Regions from separate parts of the Sus scrofa genome. Here regions 1, 3 and 4 are each linked to region 2. A link is a contact called in public HiChIP or PLAC-seq data. All regions are on one chromosome and are shown on one strand. Each heading gives the region's core, a stretch centred on a gene start, on an enhancer-like site or on the middle of the called end of the contact. The rest is flanking DNA. Distances are from core to core; before and after follow the strand shown. Region 1 holds the start of NDUFB6 (NADH:ubiquinone oxidoreductase subunit B6). Region 2 holds the start of APTX (aprataxin). Region 3 holds the start of TOPORS (E3 ubiquitin-protein ligase Topors). Region 4 holds the start of NFX1 (transcriptional repressor NF-X1).

Region 1 (5,290 bases), core at 2,290-4,789, 380 kb after region 2:
GTATCATTTTGATGTTATAAAAGGAGTTCCTTTCCCCCCGTATTTATTTTTAAATTATTTTCCCCTTATAGTTGGTTTACAGTGTTCTGTCAGTTTTCTACTGTACAGCAAAGTGACCCAGTCATACATACATATGTACATTCTTTTTTTAAATAAGTGGTTAGATCTAGAAACTTAATCAGATTCAATTGTTTGGCAGTTACTTTACAGGCAGTGAGGCAGTCTTCCACCAGGTGGCGAAGCTGCTGTCTTTTTGAGATTTCAGCCTCTATTGATGGGGACACTGATTCATTGACAAACTAATGGTTGCAAAATAGTGATATTCTAACTCTGCCATTCTTTTTTTTTTTTTTTTTTTCCTTTTGGCTGTGCCTGCAGTATGCAGAAGTTCCTGGGCCAGAGCCACAGAAGTGAAAATGCCACTGTACCACCAGGGAAATATCATCCATTCTTCTTTTATTAGGTTTTTAAGCCTCTTCGAATAAATTTCCACCATCAACTATTTTGTTACTTTAAGATGCAATTTATATAAAGAGGCCAGAAAATGCTTGATTTTCCTGTATTCATCAGTTTTCAAAATAATGAGTTGGTTCCCTAACACCATCAAAAAGTGATCAGTGAGGGTTTTTTTTTTTAATCATTATGAACTCAGTTTGATATGTGAATGTATTTGATATTTTCCATTCCACTGAAATCACTATACTTATTGATGCTCACATCATTTCATCCTTGATGAGTGGAAGTCTATTCAGGTTGTCTCCTGAATCCTTTTGACATAAACATAATAGTCTTTAAAAAACTTCCTTGCTTTCTGCTAAGACAGGATGTTCCAAGCTTATTTAGCATTTCCTAACTGGACCCTGAAATTAGTTATTTCTCCAAGGCATGGTTCTCAAAAGTGTGATAGGGGAACCCCTGTAGTCCCTATGATCCTTTCATGGGGTTTATGAGGTCAAAACTATTTTTATAATACTACTGACATGGTGTTTGCCCTTTTTAACTCTCACTCTCTTGCAAATATATATGGAGTTTCCCAAAGGTTACATGATGTGTGATATTATGATTATGCAGAAGCCACTATAAGAATTCTGTCACTTATTAAACCAGACATTAAAGAGATTTACAAAGATGTAAAACAATGGCACTCTTCTAAGTAATTTTTGTTAGTGGATATTTTGTTATTTTTAAATGTTTTAATTTTTTTTTCTTTTTAGCGCTGCACCTTCAGGCTAGATGTTGGATCAGAGCTGCAGCTGACAGCTTATGCCACAACCATAGCAACACCAGATCTGGGCCACATCTTTAGCCTGCACCACAGCTCTCCACAACTCCAGGTCCTTAACCTATTGAGCAAGGCCAGGGATCAAACCTGTATCTTCATGGATACTAGTTGTGTTCTTAACTTTCAGAGCCACAGTGGGATCTCCTAAAATGTTTTAATTTCTAATTCAGTGAACATCAATAGATATAACCCACATAAACAAAAGTTCTTTGGGGCATCAACAACTTTAGGAATTTTAAGAGATTCGGGGGAATTCCCATCATGGTACATCAGAAACGAATCTGACTAGGAACCATGAGGTTTCAGGTTCGATCCTTGGCCTCACTCAGCGGTGCCATGAGCTGTGGTGTAGGTCACAGAAGTGCCTCGGATCTGAGGTTGCCGTGGCTCTGGTGTTGGCCGGCAGCTGCAGCTCCCATTAGACCCCTGGACTGGGAACCTCCATATGCCACAGGTGCAGCCCTAAAAAAACAAAAGACCAAAAAAAAAAAAAAATAGATTTGGGGAGCAAAATGTTTGAGAACTGCCACTCCAAGGAATACTTGGTTCCTTTTAATGGAAAATGGTATTTAAAGATCACAATCTAGGAACTAAAGATGTTCAAGGTTACTGGGTTGGCCATTGTTTTTAGCCATTTCAATGGGGAGCACTAAGACAAAAATTATATATATTTAAAGATGAAATACATCATTAGTTAATACTGACTCTGTCCAAATTTAGGACTACAGAGTTTTAACTTAAACTCATACAATTTATCTTTGTATCTCCTTTCTCTCATAACACAAATCCCGGCCTAAACGTTTATTTTCAGTTGCAGGTTAACAATACCATCACCACCATCACTATCAAGGATATGGTTACTTAAAACAGTTTGACTTCTTTCTTTCTCTTTTCTTTCTTTTTCTTTCTCTTTCTTTCCTTTCTTTCTTTCTTGCAGTTCTTTTTGTCTTTGAAGTATACCTCTCTATGGATGTACAATAATGTGATGATTTAAAGTTACCTGAAGTGGGAGTCCCCATTGTGGCTCAGTTGTAACGAAACTGGTTAGTATCCATCAGGAGGCAGGTTCGTTCCATCCCTGGCCCTGCTCAGTGGGTTAAGGATCTGGCGTTTGCAGTGAGTGGTGGCGTAGGTCGAAGACTCAGCTCAGATTTGGTGTTGCTGTGGCTGTGGTGTAGGTTGGTGGCTGCAGCTCTGATTCAACCCCTAAGACTGAGAACTTCCATATATCTCAGGTACAGTCCTAAAACGCAAAAATAAAGTTACCTGAAGTGGTGTGTGTTTTTGAAATTATGCCGCCAAGCAGTCAGATCCATCTATTTTTACTTTTGATTTTTAGAGGGTGCTTTTTAAAAACCAATTTGGAGACGTTTAGCTTCTATCCTTCTTGTTTCTAGCCTACCCCCTTCCTCTTCCTATAGGTAACATTAAAAAAAAAAGTAATTTTCCTTTCCATTATTTTAAAAACTTGAACAAACATATGTATATATATACATTTAGTATCACTACCACCCTCCCCTTTTTGGATAAAAGGTAGCATACTATACATACTTCTCTCCGTTTAGCTTTTTTCTCTTAACAACTTATGTACTCAGTAGCTCTCTCCAGTTTTATACAAAGCATTTCATTTAGTTATTGTACCACAACTTATTCAGCCAGCCCTTTACTGAGAAATTGAGCGGTAATTTACAGGATTTTATTATAAAGAGTGCTGCAGTTTGTGCACATTCTTTTCATATTTTTACCGCTGTATCTTTAGACTAGAGGTCTAGAAGTGGGATTGCTGGTACGAAGGGTGAACGTGTCTAATTCTGCTGGATAGTAAGCGACTTTCTACTTCTGCAGTACTGATGAAGGAACAGACGAGACAGCTGCTCAAGGACTCTTTACCAGAACATGGATGTAAAGGGTCCCCCACATACTCTAGGTTACGGGAAGAGGACGAATTCCAAGGTGGGAGAGGCAAATGAATTTTGCATGTAGAAGTCACTCATTGAGTCACATATTCACATACTTCCAGCTCCCAATACACCAGTTCTTCCTGGTCAGAGCGTTTAGTACACTGACCTCTGATACTTCCTGTTTTTCATTACTTCCCTCCTCATCCGGTAGCTAACTGTCTGCCAGTAACCGCCTCTCTCTGGAAATCTGGGCGCGTAAAGCGGTGCGGGGGTCTGCAGGAGTTTGCGCATGCCTAGTCACTACGCGCAGATTGGAGCCGCTCGAGGGCAGGACCCCAGTGACGTCGTAACGGCGCGCCGCTCCCAGGTGTCCTCGCAAGGTCGCTTTGCAGAAGGGGAAGCGCGCGTATGTGACAGGACCCTCGTTCAGGGGCGCGCCGTGTCTTGCTTCCTTGGTACCGGCGGCGACATGTCGGGATATACGCCCGACGAGAAACTGCGACTGCAGCAGCTGCGAGAGCTGAGAAGGCGATGGCTGAAGGATCAGGAGCTGAGCCCCCGGGAACCGGTGCTGCCCCCGCGGCGGGTGTGGCCTATGGAGCAATTCTGGAATAAGTTTTTGCAGGATGGAGCCCCCTGGAAGAACGTGGTGAGTGATGGCCCTCTCCCACCCCCGCCCCGTCGCGGTCCCCAGCCTGGCTGCTGTGACGCCTGCTCTCTGTAGCAACATTAGGTAGGGACTGATTCTCCCTTTCCCCGAAAGTACTGGTAGTTTCCCAAGGGGGAATTAGGTTCTGCCGAGACTTGGGTGTAGTGGGAACGCTGTCTGGTTCCTAGAGTCTTGGCCTGGGGGTCAGGAGTCCGGAGCACGTTTGGCTTTGGGATTGTCATACCATTTAACTGTCAGGTGTGATGAGTAGGAGGTGAATCTTTGCCTGGGTTTTACAGGATGGTGCAGCCTTGCATCTCTTTTGACTGTGGGAATCTTCCCTCAGAATGGTAGCCAAGGATTCACTAGAGTTAAAATTCAGTGATTTCGGTATTTGAGGACATTTGTCTGATCTTTGAGGTTGAGATTATAGAAACTAACTGCCATTACACCGAACCTAGAAGACAGTGTGCTTCTAACTGGTAGTACAGCTCCATGTAATCATCTTATAAGAATGGGTCCTATTGGGTTCTTACTTTATGCCTGACATTTTTCAAGGGTTTTACATGTGTTACTTAATTTTATTTTGGACTCCTGTAAGGTAGAAATTGGTCCTAATCTTAATTTTAAGTGTGGAAACTGAGGCCTACAAAAATTCAGTGATGTAGCCATGGTCTCAGGGTGAGGAATTCGAGTTCACATTGAAATCCATGTGTATCTACTTTCTTACTGAGCTACGAAGTCTGGTGCACATTTTTCTGAGCAAGTGGTATTAGATACTTATTTACGGTGGTAAAATTAAACTCTAAGTCAACTCTCCTCTTTTCTCCCTTTGGATTTCTGACATTTTACTAACTGATTTGGCAACCACTGGTTGAAAGTTGACATACCACCCATCAAGCAAGCGATTTAAGGAAGTAAATAATAATTTGTTGAAATCTGACTTACTTCATGTTAACCTTTTCCATAATCATATCTATTATAACACTTAAAATTTAGATTGTCCTTTCCCTGAAAGGATAGGTCCTATTCTTTCAAATTGGCTGCCCTGGAAAAGTTCCAGTTTTAAATGACTTTTGCCTTTCCCTTTTTTTTTTTTTTTTTTTTTTTGGTCTTTTCGGGGCCGCACCTGCAGCATATGGAGTTTCCCAGGCTAGGGGTCAAATCGGAGCTGTATCCGCCAGCCTACGTATGCCACAGCCACAGCAGTGCCAGATCCTAGCCGCGTCAGCGACCTCCACCACAGCTTACGGCAACACAGGATCCTTAACCCACCCAGCAAGGCCAGGGATCGAACCTGCGTCCTCACAGATGCTAGTCAGATTTGTTAACCACTGAGCCAGGACAGGAACTCCTCTTTTTAAAAACAGTATGTCTGAAGGCAGCTCACTGAGCATGGAACACCCCATCCCAGTATGTAAGACATCCTTTTTCCAGCATTAGTGTACTCATAATTAT
Region 2 (5,487 bases), core at 181-2,680:
ATGTATTAGGATATCCTGGTGGGCTTTGGTAAACAGATTGCTGGACCCGCCCCCCCCCGAGTTTCTGAATCAGCCTGAGGTGAGAACTGAGAATCTGCATTTCTAACAGCTTCCCAAGCATTTAGAGGCCACTGCTACTGTCATAAGGATAATACTTTGAGAACTACTGCACTAGATAATACCACAGACTTACTCTCTATTAATTTCTATATTTATGTTTGTGATAAATCTTTAGTTCTGGAGTCCTTGAAAATTTTAAGTGTCCACCATGCCCTTAAGCCATGCATTATGCCCTGTGATCCTTCTTCTTGGACCAGTAATTTGCTATGGACAAAGGGCTAGAGCTAATAGGCTGGGCAACAAATCTCTACCCAATTCTGCACAATATATGGTGAATTAATCCAATTCAGTTGTGACTGTGACACACAAAGGCAGGTCAGGTAGAAGCAGAGGCTAAAAGAAGCTTAATTCTGAGGGAGCCCCAAAAACTGGTCACGTCACCAGAGTAGGCTCTCTTTAACCTCGAGCATTGTGAACCACATTCCACAGCCATGAGGCCTGTGTGGCCACTTAGATGCTTCCTGTGCTCCCCACTTTCCGGGGTGGCCCTAATAAAAACCTGCATCTTCTTTGCTAACAAGGGCAAGTCTCTCTTCTGTGTTTCCTGGAAGATCCTCCTGCTATATCTTGATAGCTTCGATATCTCCATCATACCTTTGAGCGTCCGCTTTCCTAGGTAAGGAAGCAACATTCCGAACGAGATAGGGATTTTTTTCATTTGCCAGAATGCCTTTGAATAATTGTAATATAAGACTCTGGGAACATCCTGGAATTGCGATAAAAATCGGAAAATATTTCATTCCAAAGATCCTGATTTTCTCCTCTGCCCCTCAGCCAATTCATTTAGTGAAAAGAGCATTAAAAAAAAAATCTTTAATATTAAAAAAAAAAATCTTTGCAGGTTTCCCCGCCTCTAGCCCCTCCAGTCCTATCTCTTCCAGGAAAGGAGAAAGCAGACTGTAGCTTTGAAAGGGGGTGAGAGAATAACGCAGGTAATTTGTATAGCGGAAAAGTCGCGGGCTTTTCCTTACGAAAAGAATGCCAAGAGGCTGCACAGCTGCCTAGACACGGCCACCGAGAGGACAGCTGCCTGGTCTCTGCCAATTCAGAAACCAAGAGGTGGTGACAGAAGTGCGGCTCTCGGGTAGAAAGATGCGGAGAGAGCCCGTTTTCAGTGGGATAACTGCCAGGAGCGTCCAAATTCGGACAGCGGCCCACTAAGCAATGAAGTGGGGCGGGCACTTCCCTAACCGGGCATCGGGCGAGACCCTCTCAGCCAATCTTGGGACAGACGATGGTAACGTCACTGGTTGCACTCCAGCCTGTCTCGCGACGTCATTCCTCAGCGCCGGAAGTTGTGCGTCATGGAGGAGTAACGTGAGCTTATCCCCTCTGCTGTCTCGAGGTAAGGCAGTTGTTGGCCTACCTCCTCCGCTACCCTGCTGGCCGGATTGAAAGCCGTGGATGTGGGCCTCAGGTTGGTCCCCTACTGCCCCTGAGTGACGTTCTCACGGCTTCTGTCGGCAGGTGTTGCTTCATTCTAGGGCTTTGGGTGTCCCATTTCTCTCCTGCTGTGTTTTGGCGGCTTTCACGTTGGTTTCGTCACACAGCGTTCTTTCTCTTGTGCCCATCACTTGTGTCAGTCGGAACACAAGCAGAGGAAAGATTAGAGAGTGGGCACTGTCCAACCCAAGGAGGCGGCTCAGCCTGTCAGGACGGATGTTTTCCCCAGAAACGCTCCCTGAAAGGAACTTGAGGGCCCTTCACAGCGCCCTCGACAGGCCTTATAGGAAGGTCAGAAGATGCAAGCCTTTTCTCACAGACTAGTGAGTGACTGTGGTTCAAGAAAACAAGGATGTAGGAGTTCATGTTATGGCGCAGTGGTTAACGAATCCGACTAGGAACCATGAGGTCGCGGGTCGATCCCTGATCTTGCTCAGTGGGTTAAGGACCCGGCGTTGCCATGAGCTGTGGTGTAGGTCGCAGACGCTGCTTGGATCTGGTGTTGCTGTGGTTCTGGCGTAGGCCGATGGCTACAGCTCCAATTGGACCTCTACCCTGGGAACCTCCATATGCGCGGGAGCGGCCCTAGAATAAGCCAAAAAGACAAAAGAAAGAAGAAAACAAGGATATAATTTCCATATGGAATTAAATGTGGTCCAGATTTGGGGCCTTTTGGTTTATATTGGATATCACTAGAACGTTTGAGACAGGCTTCTTCCTATGGGGAGACGAAACAGATTTGTGCCCTTTCACCTTAGTTGCAGTCAGTGCTGTGGATGGTCATTTCCTTAGCTCCGCTTTCATCCTACCTCCACTGTTAACAAGAGTGATACTAGTGTTGAATCCGTGTTTTTTGCCAGATGCTGAACTTTTTACATCTTAATTTAGCCCTTGTGACAATGCCATGGTGTAGAGCAATAATTAATATCATTTTACAGCTGAAGAAGTAAAGACAGCGTAGATAACTGACCTCAAGTCACATGGTGAGTAAGGTGGAGGAGGCAAGATTTGAACTCTAGCAGTTGGACTTCGGAGGCTTGGATGTTATCCACTGTTTTATATCAGTTTTCTTCAGCTTATTAAGCTCCCATACACCTTACTCTGTAACTATTTACTATGTTAGGGAGAAAATTGAGGTTATTACACGTGCTCCTCAAATTTCTGCCCCTCCTTTCCCTTCACACAAAGTAATCTAGATTTATACTTACGTTTACCTTTCCTTAAGTGTCATAGGATGAGCTGTGTCCTGATCAAAGCAGATTTCTTTATCTTTGCTTCTGACCTTTCTTTTATACTTGTGAGACCTTTTCTGCCCATATCTATGTCCCAGTGGTGTATAAACAAGGTCAGGTTTCTCAGATCCTTTCCCCCTCAATCCCAGCCAGAAAGAAAGAAGTGATCCATTTTCTTTTAGCTCTCATCCAGTAACTCTTTCCCCCTTTTTATCCAAACTTTTGAAGGAGTATTCTAAATTCTGTTTCCAACTCCTTACCTTGGTTTCCTGCAGTGTAGCTTTCAGACCTATCCTTCCCCTGATATTTTCCCTGGGGTGGATTACCTAGGCAGATAGATGTTTTTCAGTTGATTACTGGATCCCTTTGTTGCTTTTGAAACTTGTTAATATTTCTCCTGATTGCTTTTTTTTCTTTGTTGTTGTTGTTGTTGCTATTTCTTGGGCCGCTCCCGCGGCATATGGAAGTTCCCAGGCCAGGGGTTGAATCGGAGCTGTAGCCACCAGCCTACGCCAGAGCCATAGCAACGCGGGATCCGAGCCGCGTCTGCAACCTACACCACAGCTCATGGCGACACCGGGTCCTTAACCCACTGAGCAAGGGCAGGGACCGAACCCGCAACCTCATGGTTCCTAGTCGGATTCCTTAACCACTACGCCACGACGGGAACTCCTCTCCTGATTGCTTTTTACGGCGATATACCAGCTCCTTTATTCAGCATTTCTGTACGCTTTATTGCAGTACAGAGATGAACAAGTTAGAGTGCTTTCTCTTAAAGAGCTTACGTTCTAGCTGATTCTCATGTGCTTTTCTAACCAGTCATTTCTCCCGTGAATAGTCCTTTTTTTTTCTTTTTTTTTTTTGGTCTTTTCGCCTTTTCTAGGGCCTGTTCCTCTGGCATATGAAGGTTCCCAGGCTAAGGATCTAATCAGAGCTGTAGATGCCGGCCTACGCCAGAGCCACAGCAACAGCAACACCAGATCCAAGCCAAGTTTGCGACCTACACCACAGCTCACGGCAACACTGGATCCTTAACCCACTGAGCAAGGCCAGGGATCAAACCCGCAACCTCATGGTTCTTAATTGGATACGTTAACCACTGCGCCATGATGGGAACTCCTTTTTCTTTCCCTCCCCTTTCCAGTGGATAGTCTTTTTCTTTGCCTAAAGTGTTGGGGGTTTCCAAGGCTTGTGATTCTAGCCACTGCTCTTTTCATTTGCTACACACTGCCTGAATGAGCATATTAACTGACTTTTTTTTTTTTTTTTTTTTTTTCTTTTTCGGACCGAATATTCAGCGTATGGAAATTCCCGGCTAGGGGTCAATTTGGAGCTATGGAAATTCCCCTGCTAGGGGTCAGTTTGGAGCTACAGCTGCTGCCTACACCACGCCCACAGCAACTCGGAATCCAAGCTGCTTCTGTGACCTACACCACACCTCATGGCAACCCCAGATCCCCAACCCACAGAGCAACGTGAGGGATCGAACCCTCATTCTCATGGATACTAGTCAGATTCGTTTCCGCTGCGCCAAAAGGGCAACTCCCAACTGGCTTGGTTTTAACTCCCTCCTGCATGTTCCCAAATCAAAATACCAGCTTAGACTACTCTTCTGAGTTTCATGTTCACCTCTAACTATACCGTGCTGGATAGCTTTGCCTGGAAGTTCCACAGACCATTCACATTCCACATTTCCCTGAACTTTTAGCACATCCATCACTAAGTCTTTTACTCCCTAAATATTTCTCAAATCCGCTCTTTTTCTCTGTCTCTATTATTGGCCTTTAAACCTTATCATCGCTCATTTGAAATATGATTGCCTTCTAACTAGTTTCCCCATCTCTAGTCCTATTCCCCACATACATGTTCTCCACACTAACTACTCTCCCTTAAATGATCTTTGAAAACAAACCTGAGTCAAAGTCCTGCTTAATAATATTTTAAAATCTGTCTGTTCATTCATCCAGTCTTTTCCTACTCATTTATTCATCAAATATGTATTGTTTACTAAACAAATAGAACTTCTAAAGTTTAGAACTTCCAAAGTTTGAGCTTCTCAGCCAGTCACACAGCGCTGTGCTTCATCTGGACCCACCTGCAACTCTGACCTCTTTTCCGCCTCATACTTTAGGTTGCAGCCAACCCCGAACTGCTCTTCATGCTCACCGTGCTATTTCTTCGTGCATTGCCCTTGCTGTTCCCTTTGACTATAATCTCTCTGATTCCTTTCTCCACTTCCTGCTTCTCACCTAATTAGGCTGCCCACTTTCACCTAATTAACCCAGTTAATATGTAGGTCTCATTTTAGGCCCACCTCTTATAGGAAACCTTGACACCTCCTTTCTCCTAGTCTAGGTTGGGTACTCCAGCTTTGTGCTCCCACAATAGCCTTTGCATAGACCTGTCATTAAACTTTCCACATTTGTTACAATTGTTTTTGAGTATCTCTCTTCCACAAGACTCTGAGCCTTTTGAATGCAAGAATAATGTATTATATCTGCATCAAACAGTACAAATGAGATGTATTATTTTTTTATTCCCAGCACCAGAAGGACATGAGGTACATAGTAAACATGCAGTTCTTTTGACTGAATGATCAAATAAGTGAAGACAAAAAGCATATGATGTATTTAAGAACCCATTCTTCAGAATAATTCAAATTCTAGTTCTGGCCCACGTTGGCTATGTGACT
Region 3 (5,429 bases), core at 1,362-3,861, 400 kb after region 2:
CAGCATGGTGATCCATGAATTTGTTTCTTAAAGTACATTCCTAAGGCAGCCATGGTAGTTACACACATAGTGTAACTTTTTTTCAGCTAGTTCTCCTGAGGTCTCAAGTTCATTAGACAGTCTGCTTCTAAGTTAATAGCACGTTTTATTTCCATCTTTCAGCTTCCAATGCCAGTGTTTTTGCTGCCAGGCTGCTAAGCCAGTGCCATATGGCTCAGTTTTTATTACACAGCATTAGTACCACTTTGTTACTAATTTCTGTGTTAGGGTAATGCTAGCCGTGGTAACAAGTTTTCCCCAAAATGTATTTTGGCTTAAACATAATACAAATTTACAATCCTGAGCAGTACCAGGTTGGGAACAGTTCTCCTCAGTCAAGTCATGGACTATCAAGCTGACAGAATCTGCTGTCTTAACAGAGCTGAAATTCAACCTAAGTACTCTGCTTAAATTATACAATTTGTCAGTGGAGGGTTCCAGGATTCTCACTACTTGGCTCTGGCTTTAAAGTCTGTGCCCATTCTGCCAAACACACTATATCTATGTTTGGAAAGACACCTGAACCAGCTAAGACGACAAAAAAGTGATGGAAGAGAACAAAAACAAAGCACAAAGGTGCAGCTACTGTCTTTGGAAAATAAAATGATTCTTCTGGAGTTCCCGTCGTGGCGCAGTGGTTAACGAATCCGACTAGGAACCATGAGGTTGCGGGTTCGGTCCCTGCCCTTGCTCAGTGGGTTAACGATCCGGCGTTGCCGTGAGCTGTGGTGTAGGTTGCAGACGCGGCTCGGATCCCGAGTTGCTGTGGCTCTGGCGTAGGCCGGTGGCTACAGCTCCGATTCAACCCCTAGACTGGGAACCTCCATATGCCGCGGGAGCGGCCCAAGAAATAGCAACAACAACAACAAAAAAAATAAAAATAAAAAATAAAAAATAAAAAAAAATAAAAAAAATAAATGATTCTTCTTTTGGCACCTCTTTTTAAAATCCACTTAACAACCCACCTGCATTACCGAGGTGTCTCTTGTTGGGGTGATTGTAAGCTGCCCAGGGAAAGTGTGCATTCTGCAACACCTGAGCCAAACAGTAAACTGGTGATGGCCTAACACATTCAGTTTCTGGGAACACATTACCTCCTTATTATTGAAGTGAAGATGTTTCCCTGCAACTTCTTTCAAGGGATTCTCCTATTTCTTGGGGCTAAGCAAAATAAAGATTATCTCTTTATCACTTTGTAAAGTCAACTTTCTTGTTCTTTCTGGTCATTTTGCTTGAGTGAAACTTCCCCTCTTCTTTCACTTACACCTTAAGACTTTGAATACTGGTTGCTTATCTTCAGACAGCATCTATTTTGCTTTTGTCCCTTTTAAAGTGTGAATGACAGAGCTGAACTAGATTTTCCACAAGGTCTATCCACATGGTGGAACTATCACCTCTGAAGACAAGATTTTTCACTAATGCATCTTTGTTTTTCTAGGGTGATACAATCCTGGAAACTGGAGAAGTAATCCCACTAATGAAAGAATTTCCTGATCAACATCACTGAAGATAACTTTAAAATTTCAAAGGCATATGAGCTATATTACCACACTTACTGAATATATTTTCTGGAAAAGTAACTTTAATAAAGTTTACTCTCAGATATGTGTCTTTTTCTTCCCAAACATTATACAATTTGAGACTCTTTGAATTATTTAATAAATAAAAACTGGGCATGTTAAATGATTTGAGCAAGTCACTTTTTTGGCCATTCTTGATTTGGAAAGAGGATGTAGGAAATTTAGTCACATGATAGTTTTTTTCTTACAGTATGTAATCTAGTCTTATGTGAAGGTATGCAACATAATGAAATCATGCAATAAATATAAGAAATTTTACACACTTTCAATTTTTTCTTTTTGCCTTTTAGGGCCGCCCCCCCCCACACACACATGTAAATTCCCAGACTAGGGGTCTAATTGCTACAGCCATGGCCATGCCAGATCTGAATTGCGTCCACCACCTACACCACACAGCACATGCAACTCCAGATCCTTAACCCAAGGAGTGAGGCCAGGGATTGAACCGGCATCCTTATGGCTACTAGCCTGGTTTGTTACCGCTGAGCCACAATGGGAACTACAGATTGTTTTAAAGAAGGCTTTTTGAGGCATTTCAAAAGTGTTTTAGAAACTAGCTTGAAAGGCTGTCAGATCCAGGTTCTTTGTTATATGAGATGATAAAAGACAAACCCCTAAATATTTGATAAATTAATACATTAACGGTTATTACAAAAGACTACACCAAAATGAAAGTGGAAACTTGTATTAAGGATTTTATTGTGAATCAAGACGAGTCCGATAAGCATGAGGTAAAGAACTGTATATACATAGAATTAAATTCAGAGGCGTTACAAATGTTCATTCGTCCCGAACATTTTGTCTGGGTGTTCCTTCTTTAGCTGTCGCCGCGCAGCTACAGTTGATGCATAGATGACATATCCCCATGAGAGTAGTACGACCGCGAGGAGCAACTGAAAAATGCAAGAAAAGGAGTAAAAGCAAAAACACGTGAGTGGCATTTCCTCCCCGCCCCCATCAGACAGCCCTGCACGTTGCCAAGGTGCAAATTTTAATAACAAACGAATAAATGGGGTTCCGGAGGCGAGTACACCAAGCCGCCCTGACGTAAGAAGCGGAAGAGCGTGTCCTCCAGGAAGAGGCGGAGTCGAGGTGAGGGAGTGAAAAGCTTAATTCAGGAATGGATTTTGGAGTTTTTGGGCGCTGAAGAAATACGGGGCCTTCCACCCGCGGGCCGGAGGAGTCGAGCCCTTGGGGCCCCGCCAGGCCCGGGGCCTACCGCTGAATAAATCCGGTCTAGGGTGCGGCGACTCACTGGCTTCATGGTAAGGAGGCGGCGGCGGTCCACGGGCACGGGCGGAAGCTACAGGCCTTGTAGTATCCTCCGGGGCGGTGGCTGCCGGGCGGCGGCGGCGGCGGCGGCCATCTTGCAGCCGGGCGCGAGCGCCCGCCCCGTCGCCTCCGCGCGCGTTTCCCATCGAGCGGCCGGCCTCTTCCGCCCGGAGCTGGGGGCGGGTCACGTGACGGCGGCCTAGCCCGCCTTTGAGGGAGGAGGTGAGAGAAACGAGGAATTATTTACTTCAAAAGTGGGTTTTTTGTTTTTGCCGCTGAGAGGGATAGGCTTGACTCGTCAGCCGATCTTCCTTCACTTGCTGTGCAGTATTAATGCAGGATAAGGTACTGTCGTGTGCATTTAAAAGTTTACTTGAAAAAAAAATCCACGTTTTAAATATTACACCGGCGTCCAGCGGTGGAAGAATTAATGTTTCCTCCGGGACTTGTTCCCACAACATAGGTAGTCGTTCGTGTATATTTATCTTTGAAGTAAGCTAGAATGCCGCCCGCTTTTATGTTAACTAACGCATCGTTATGGGAGTCCTTGTTAATTGAGCTTCTTTAAAAAGTCTTTGAGAACGCGATGGCTTGTTGATGCCAGTGATACTTATAAAAAGAAATCACCTGGCACGGACTACCTAGCCTAATGTACCTGCCAATCAACAAGTGTTGGTTGAACATTTGTGCTCAGAACGGTAGCAAGATCAGATAAATATTAAGCCAAAGGACGGAGTTCTGTACTCGGGCCGTTGTAGTAAGTTCAGCTCTAGAATGTTTGGGACGCGCACATTTGAGGCCTAACGGTAGAATGAGGCAACGGGCCGCTTTAGGCTCTAGATGTCTTGTCTCTAAGTATCTCAGTTATGAACTGCACAGAGTTTTCATCCAGCTTTCGGGGAGTGCGGAAGGAGGAAAACGTCATCTGGGGACGATTTCAAGGCTCTGTGGTCATAGGTAAAATCCCTGTTTATCCCCAGACTGGAATAGATCTCTGTCTCTGAAGACTGTAAACCTCGGACTTGGGATTCCATTCGAATCCCGGTGTTGGTTGGTAACTGCAACCGAAAGTCACTTCAGCTCCGTGTAACTCCGTTCCTTTATCTGTACAGCAGAGAGTTTCAGTAACTTCTCAGAGTTTGGTGAGGTTTGAAAGGAGATCGAACTAGTTACCGTGTCTTCCGGGTAAGGTAGAAGCGAACATTAACCCCCCTGCCGCCACCCCCCGAGAGATTGATAGTAACAGGAGTGAAGCTGTGGTAGCGATTTCTGTCTGGGGGGTGCTCTCGCCGCTCCCATTCCTGGGGCGGAGGGCGGTGGACGGTGGGGGAAGGGCCGGGTCCGGGCTGCGCGCGCTAGGCCCCGCCCTCGCTGCTGGCGTCTTCCACCGCGCATGCGTTACGTTGGCGGGTGCTGTGTTTTGACGCGCTGGGCCTGCCAAGTGGGTTTTGCCTTCTGCCACCGCCCCCAAGCTGCCATTGGTGATGATCGCTTTACGTCACAGGGGTCGCAGCAGCCGCCGGGGTCTCCGCTGTCTCGCGAGGAGGGTGAAGCGCCCCCGCCCGCTCCGGCTCTTGAGGGCCGGCGGAGAAGTCGCCGGGTTCGCCTTCGTGGGTCCTGCCGTCACCGACCCAGCTTTCTGGGCCGCCGGGAGCTTGCCACGAGCGCCCCAGCCGGGCCTGCACCGGCATCCTCCGAGGTGAGTGAGATCGGGAACAATGGGGCGCGGAGGTCGGAAGGGCTGGGCGAGCCCAAGCTCCCGCTCGCATCGAGGCCCAGGGGCGCGGGAGCTGCGGTCGGGCCTGAGGGGCCGTCGCGACCCGGCGGGCCGGGGTCTGGGACAACGGCTCCTGCGGCACACCTGTGGATCCACGCGGTTCGGGTGGGCGGGGAAGGGCTGCGTTTCTTAGCAGCGCTCCCGAGAGCGCGAGCGCGGCGGTGTACTAGATGGAGCTTGGTCGTAAGGGAAAAACCTGACACAAAACACAAAACAGTCGAGTCTGAATCGTGGCGTCACCTCTGTCAGAGATGTGACCTTGGATGGGTTGCCTAACCTCTCTGAGTATGTCTGTAAAATGGGAATAACAATATTTTAGTTCGTTGTGATTATGTAATGCACGCGGTGCTCACCCTAAGGAAGGGACTGTCGCTGTGGCTGTTGGAGTTGTCTGTGTACTGTTACATCCCTTGAGCCTGTGACTTCTTCATCAAGTCAGTGCAGCTTTTCTCACGGGCTGCTGATTGGTAGACTGGAAGGGGGCAGTACTGAGAAAAAACAAATAGTGATTTGAGTGCAAAAATGGATAGAATTTTTGGTAGGTAATTTTCGAGATTTTTTTTAGATGAATAACAACAAAGCTATCGAAGATTTAATAGCCGGTGAGAGTTTGGGGTTTTTTGCTTGTTTTTAGTCAATGACTTGCACAGTCACTCAAAGCAATCTTATCTGGAATGAGTGGCTTTAGAGGGGAATGGTTTCCAAGTAGTTCTTTTTAATTGCTGGAAATGAAATTAAATTTTGTGTTATGGTCAGTAGAT
Region 4 (5,234 bases), core at 948-3,447, 270 kb before region 2:
CGAAGTGGGTGTTGCGTAGTCCTGCCCTACTTGAAGACGGTGGTAAGAGGGGCAGAGAAAACATCAGTAAAGTTGTCCAGAATAGCCTGGTAAAGGATGAGAAGAGGGCATTCTCATGTTAAGCAGCAAGGAGTTGATGCAGCTAGAGAATCTACACAGGGCAGCCATCTATTCACACACAGTGTATGTTCCACCAGGCATGGGGTAGTAGGCAAAGCCCTCAGAAAGACCCTTAAGGGACATGAAGAAGGGGAAAAGGGCATACAAGGAAAGTGGACACAGAGATCAAAGACACCTTTATTTTTTCAATACTTTAAGTAGCTGGAAGTTACACAACAAATAGGATGTCTCATCCCCAAGGCTTGGCCATAGTGCCAAGAGGTACCCGAGATCCATAACACCATGGTAGGTGACCAATAGGTGGGTGGAACAGAGTAAGGGGAAATACAACTGTAGATTAGAGAGTCCGGAGGCAAAGCTGGTGCTGGAGAGTCTGCCCCTGGGCAGAAAGATATCCCCTGGACTGGGCTGCTGTTCTCTTGCAAAAGGTAAGAGAACTAAACCTTAAGTGGGATGGACGTGTGGGCTAGAGATGATGCTGAAATAATATGGAATTGGAACCATGGCAAAAGCAAACTAAGGCACAGGAGACAGAGTGGGGAGGTCTTTGGACTAGTGGACTTTGCCTCAGTAGATGGGGGCAGAGGTTGTAACCTAGAACACAACACCAAATATCAAAACTATGACTCACTACTAGCCCCACTCAATTCTGCTTCAAACACTGAAGGATGTAGAAATGGGCCAGAAGTGAGTCTAAGGTTAGGAAGACTAATGAATCCAATTTAGAGGATCTAGGAAAAAAATGGGTGGGAGAATAACAAAACACCAGCCTAAAAAGGAACCCCCTCCAAGATGACTTAATACCTGTATCAGGACAGGGGTACATAGATGCAGTGTGTTATCCAACTTTTTTGACCAAGACCCATAGTAATAAATACATTTTACCTGCCACCAAGTACACAAATACATATATACTCTTTTTGGTGCCCCAACAGCTGGTAGGTAGCAGAACTAAGTCTTAAATTAATGACTGTTCACAAACCTCGTGTTGCAAATTGCTGCCCCCTTTCTCAGAAACAGTGGGTCAGGAAATCAAATCACATAGTGGATTGTGACAAGTATTTTTTTCAAACGAAATATGTATTAGAGTGCATTAGAGATAGTAAGGAAAACTATTGCTTCCTGAAACTTTCGGTTCGCTTTCATATTTAGTTCTGTGTGCACTGAGGTCAAGATGGAAAACGCTCCTTTTCGGTCACTGTCCAAAGAGTTTGGAAAACAAAGATCTAACGTACCTTGAAGGAAGTGGAAATGGGTGTTACATTAACAGCCGTTATATTAATAACAAATTCGGCTGCCTGCACACACAGAGACAATTCCAGTAGAGGAAGTAACAGGTTACAGTATCGGCGGGAACCTTCGCAACAGTTGATTTATTTACTCCTAACTCAAAGATGAGGAAAACACCCAGTCACACTGTGAGCTGCGGCAGGGTGAGAATGGAAACCACAGGTCTTTCGCTCGCGCTCGCAGTGCTGCCCCAGGACACACGAGTACTCCTGAAGTACAGCGCGCAAACCTGCCTCGCGTCAAGAGCCCGCCACCGTCAAGGGCGGTGACCCGACTGACGCCCGCCTGTCGGATATCCGTGCGGCCGCTGCCCCAGGAAGGCCGAGATGAGCCCTGAAGAGAGCGGGATACCCACATCAACGCCCTGGGACAACCCCGCTCTCTGAGGAAAACCAGCTGCCGAGCTTCTCCACACGGTGGAAGATGGTTAAGAGATCTGTATGCAAGACGCGCGTGGCTTGGCCCTTCCGAGCCACTATCCCAACCCTAGGACGCGCCACTCTCGCGATACGAATGGCCAGTGCCTTAGGACTCGTCACTGACCCAATTTCCGCTACTCGCGAAGGGCCCAGTCCCGTGAGGGCCAGGACAGTACCTGAGACAGGAGGCGCCTCCGCCATCCCGTGCCGCAACACCTGAGGCGAGCCCTGCAGCCCAGCAAGCGCTGTCACCCGGTCACGTGCCCTGGACTTCCGGCGCCGGGAGAATATTCGCATCCGCGCGCCCGGTGGACGGCCACAGAGCTTGCGCGGCCTGTGGAGACTGTGTGGTGCGTCATGACGTCAGATAGACGCACCAGGCGTAAGGCTGAAGGAAGAAACTAGTGGCTGTGGGTGACTAGGTCCCGGGAGGGTAGGCGTGCTGGGGCTTGCGTAATCTATCGTTTTCCTTTTGAGATTCGCTGTGCTCTCCTGCTACCGTGCGCTTTTATTCCGCCACCCAACCGGCTTCACCTGGTTTTCCGGAGTCAGCTCAGACATCACCGCCTTACTAGAGTAATTCTGACTTAGGGTTAAAATAAAAACAAGTAGTGGAAAGGCAGCCTGGAATCTAACTTGCTCTGAAAGTTGTGTAACAAATTGAGGGAAAAATTAATTCTACAGGAATTATTATGAAAGTGGGATAACTAGTTTTTGTTCTTTAAGTGTTGTAAATTTAAATTCCATGAACTCAGGATAGAAGGTCGCTAGACTAATAAAATATTGGTTAAATGATAAAATTTTAAAAAGCAGCCTGGGAAAAAATAATCTGCAAAAAGACGATAAAAAGATGATACACATATCGGCTCTTACAAATCAGTTTAGAAAACGAAAGGTCGTTTATTAGATATGACAAAGGGCTTGAGCGGGCACGGTGACAAATATAGATTGACACTGAACGTTAGGGGAAAGGTTTGGAGACACTGATAATTTTTAAAGTACAAACTGTTAGGTGAATGTGTGGAGTTCTTTTGTTTGTGTGTTTTGCTGTTGCATTACCAAGAAGAACACAAGATTTAAGTGTGAAGCATCTGCATTTGTAAAGTAATTCAGTGGTGCAGGTTTCCCCAAAAACACAAGTCTTCATTAACTTCCGTTATAATGCATATTTTGTCTTTTTAAGTGCTGGAGGAGGTTAATGGTGAAAAAGAAATATGCTTCCTGCCCTCATGAAGTGAACTGTCTAGGGGGGAAAAGTTAAAACTGAGTAATTTATATTTACAAATGAATAATTTGCATTGTGAAAGAAATAAACAGTGATATAGACTTTATAGGATCTGCTCCAGAAAATGTGGCCAGCTTTCTTTGAATTGGACAGATGAGATGGGTAAGCTACGTGAAGAGTTAGAGATAATAGTATGTGCAAATGTTAAGGAAGAAGGAAATAGCTTAAGTTCAAGTTATGGAAATATTTGCTGGTGAACAGTGAGTCAGGAGCTTGGCACAGTATGAAATTGGAGAAGTAGGTAAAGAAGATCACGTGCATCACCTGCAGGATGTGATAATAGATCTTATTCCAAGAGCATTAAGAAGTTAGTAAAAGGGAGTTCCCGTCGTGGCGCAGTGGTTAACGAATCCGACTAGGAACCATGAGGTTGTGGGTTCGGTCCCTGCCCTTGCTCAGTGGGTTAACGATCCGGCGTTGCCGTTAGCTGTGGTGTAGGTTGCAGACGCGGCTCGGATCCCGCGTTGCTGTGGCTCTGGCGTAGGCCGGTGGCTACAGCTCCGATTCAACCCCTAGCCTGGGAACCTCCATATGCCGAGGGAGCGGCCCAAGAAATAGCAACAACAACAACAAAAAAGACAAAAAAAAATAATAATAAAAATAAAATAAAATAAACTAACTTAAAAAAAAAAAAAAAAGAAGTTAGTAAAAGGTTCTAAGCAGGAAGCTCCTATTGCCACAGCTTACAACTATGGCGCGAGTTTGATCCCTGGTCCAGGAATTCCTCATGCCAAAGGCGCAGCCAAAAAATAAATAAAATAAAATTTTTAAAAAAGTTTGAAGGAAGTGATATTGTTACCTAACTGAACACAGTCTGCTGCTTGTCTGATGCAAAGATGCAAAGAAAAGCCAATCTATGGATGCCAGGTTGTGGTGAAGAAAAGTACAATCAATTCTTATTGCAGAGTGCCAAACAAGGGAATGAGAGACAAGCCTCTGATCCACTCCAACTTGGTCTTTGAGTCAGGATTTTTTGGTTTTTTGTTTTGTTTTTTGTCTTTTTAAGCAGAAGATGGAAGAGGCTGGGCTTAAAAATCGTCTTGTTACATTTCTGTGGCTTTTTTTTTTTTTTTTTTTTTTTTTTTTTTTTATGGCCATACCTGAGGCATAAAGAAGCTCCCAGGCTAGGATTGAATCCGAGCTACAGCGTGACCGATGTTGGATACTTTAACCCACTGCACCGGGCTGGTGATCTAACTTGCACCTCTGCATCAACCCAAGCCACTGCAGTTGGATTCTTAACCCACTGTGCCGTAGCAGGACCTCCATGTGGTATTTCTTTCTGTCTTTTTTTTTTTTTTTCTGTCTTTTCTAGGACTGCACCCGTGGCATTGGCATAGGGAGGTTCCCAGGCTAGGGGTCTAATTGGAGCTATAGCTGCCAGCCTATACCACAGCCACTCCAGAACCTTAACCCACTGAGCAAGGCCAGGGATCGAACCCACAACCTCATGGTTCCTGGTCGGATTCGTTAACCACTGAGCCACGATGGGAACTCCTCGTGTGGTTTCTTAATCGTAGTTTCAGGAGTTAGGCTGTCTCTGGTTTAAAAGTCTTTGACCAGGTGGTTCATGGCTGGGGAACTCATCTTGTCCTGAGTTTGTATGTTAATGATGCTATCTAATAATAGCAATTTTAGTACATTAATAATGTTACTGACAACAGCAGTTTTGGTCATCTGACTCTGGTTGATTAGTGTTCAGATAGCACAGGTTTGAAGTCAGAGGGGACACAAGAAAGGGAATAAAGTTTTGGATAGATTAATTATAAACTCGGTAAGGGAACTCAGTTTTAGAGACACCCAGCTTTAGTATCTGATTTACCCTTAAAGATTTCTCATGCTCTCAGGGGAAGAGTGAATTGTTGGGGAACAAAAATAGAAGTGGGGGGTAGTTCTCTTGTGGTGCAGCAAATATGATGGAGAGAAGAGGACAGATCTAAGGTATTTTTGAGATATAATCATTATCCAGCTTCCAGTTTTTTTTCCAAACCAAAGATGTGATGTGATATCTCATTGTTTTGTTAATTTGAGTTTCTCTGATTACTGAGTCTAAACTCAGTTAATTACACTGAACTCAATTAAACAGAACCCTATTGTTTCCTCTTTTTAAATTACTTATT

What was found. HiChIP or PLAC-seq counts read pairs in DNA pulled down with a chosen protein or histone mark.
Region 1: a contact with region 2 is called in an H3K27ac HiChIP or PLAC-seq map of alveolar macrophages. The contact joins the promoter of NDUFB6 here to the promoter of APTX in region 2. A contact is called at or near these places in 1 of 5 promoter capture datasets (fetal liver) and 2 of 2 datasets of contacts at active chromatin or transcription factors (alveolar macrophages and skeletal muscle).
Region 3: a contact with region 2 is called in an H3K27ac HiChIP or PLAC-seq map of skeletal muscle. The contact joins the promoter of TOPORS here to the promoter of APTX in region 2. A contact is called at or near these places in 2 of 2 datasets of contacts at active chromatin or transcription factors (alveolar macrophages and skeletal muscle).
Region 4: a contact with region 2 is called in an H3K27ac HiChIP or PLAC-seq map of skeletal muscle. The contact joins the promoter of NFX1 here to the promoter of APTX in region 2. A contact is called at or near these places in 1 of 5 promoter capture datasets (fetal liver) and 2 of 2 datasets of contacts at active chromatin or transcription factors (alveolar macrophages and skeletal muscle).

What each region holds. Positions count from the first base shown.
Region 1 is chr10:33,845,804-33,851,093 of Sscrofa11.1, forward strand. NDUFB6 (NADH:ubiquinone oxidoreductase subunit B6) reads left to right here and starts at 3,540. Exons shown (of 4, transcript NM_001044554.2): 1 at 3,540-3,832. The coding sequence starts at 3,653.
Region 2 is chr10:33,468,659-33,474,145 of Sscrofa11.1, forward strand. It overlaps APTX (aprataxin), which reads left to right and starts at 1,431. Exons shown (of 9, transcript NM_213734.1): 1 at 1,431-1,449; 2 at 1,452-1,465. The coding sequence starts at 1,431.
Region 3 is chr10:33,863,356-33,868,784 of Sscrofa11.1, forward strand. TOPORS (E3 ubiquitin-protein ligase Topors) reads left to right here and starts at 2,612. Exons shown (of 3, transcript XM_013980194.2): 1 at 2,612-2,884; 2 at 4,396-4,590. The coding sequence starts at 2,882. NDUFB6 (NADH:ubiquinone oxidoreductase subunit B6) reads left to right here. Exons shown (of 4, transcript NM_001044554.2): 4 at 1,478-1,637. The coding sequence ends at 1,546.
Region 4 is chr10:33,198,622-33,203,855 of Sscrofa11.1, forward strand. It overlaps NFX1 (transcriptional repressor NF-X1), which reads right to left and starts at 2,198. Exons shown (of 25, transcript XM_021064702.1): 1 at 2,006-2,198. The coding sequence starts at 2,126.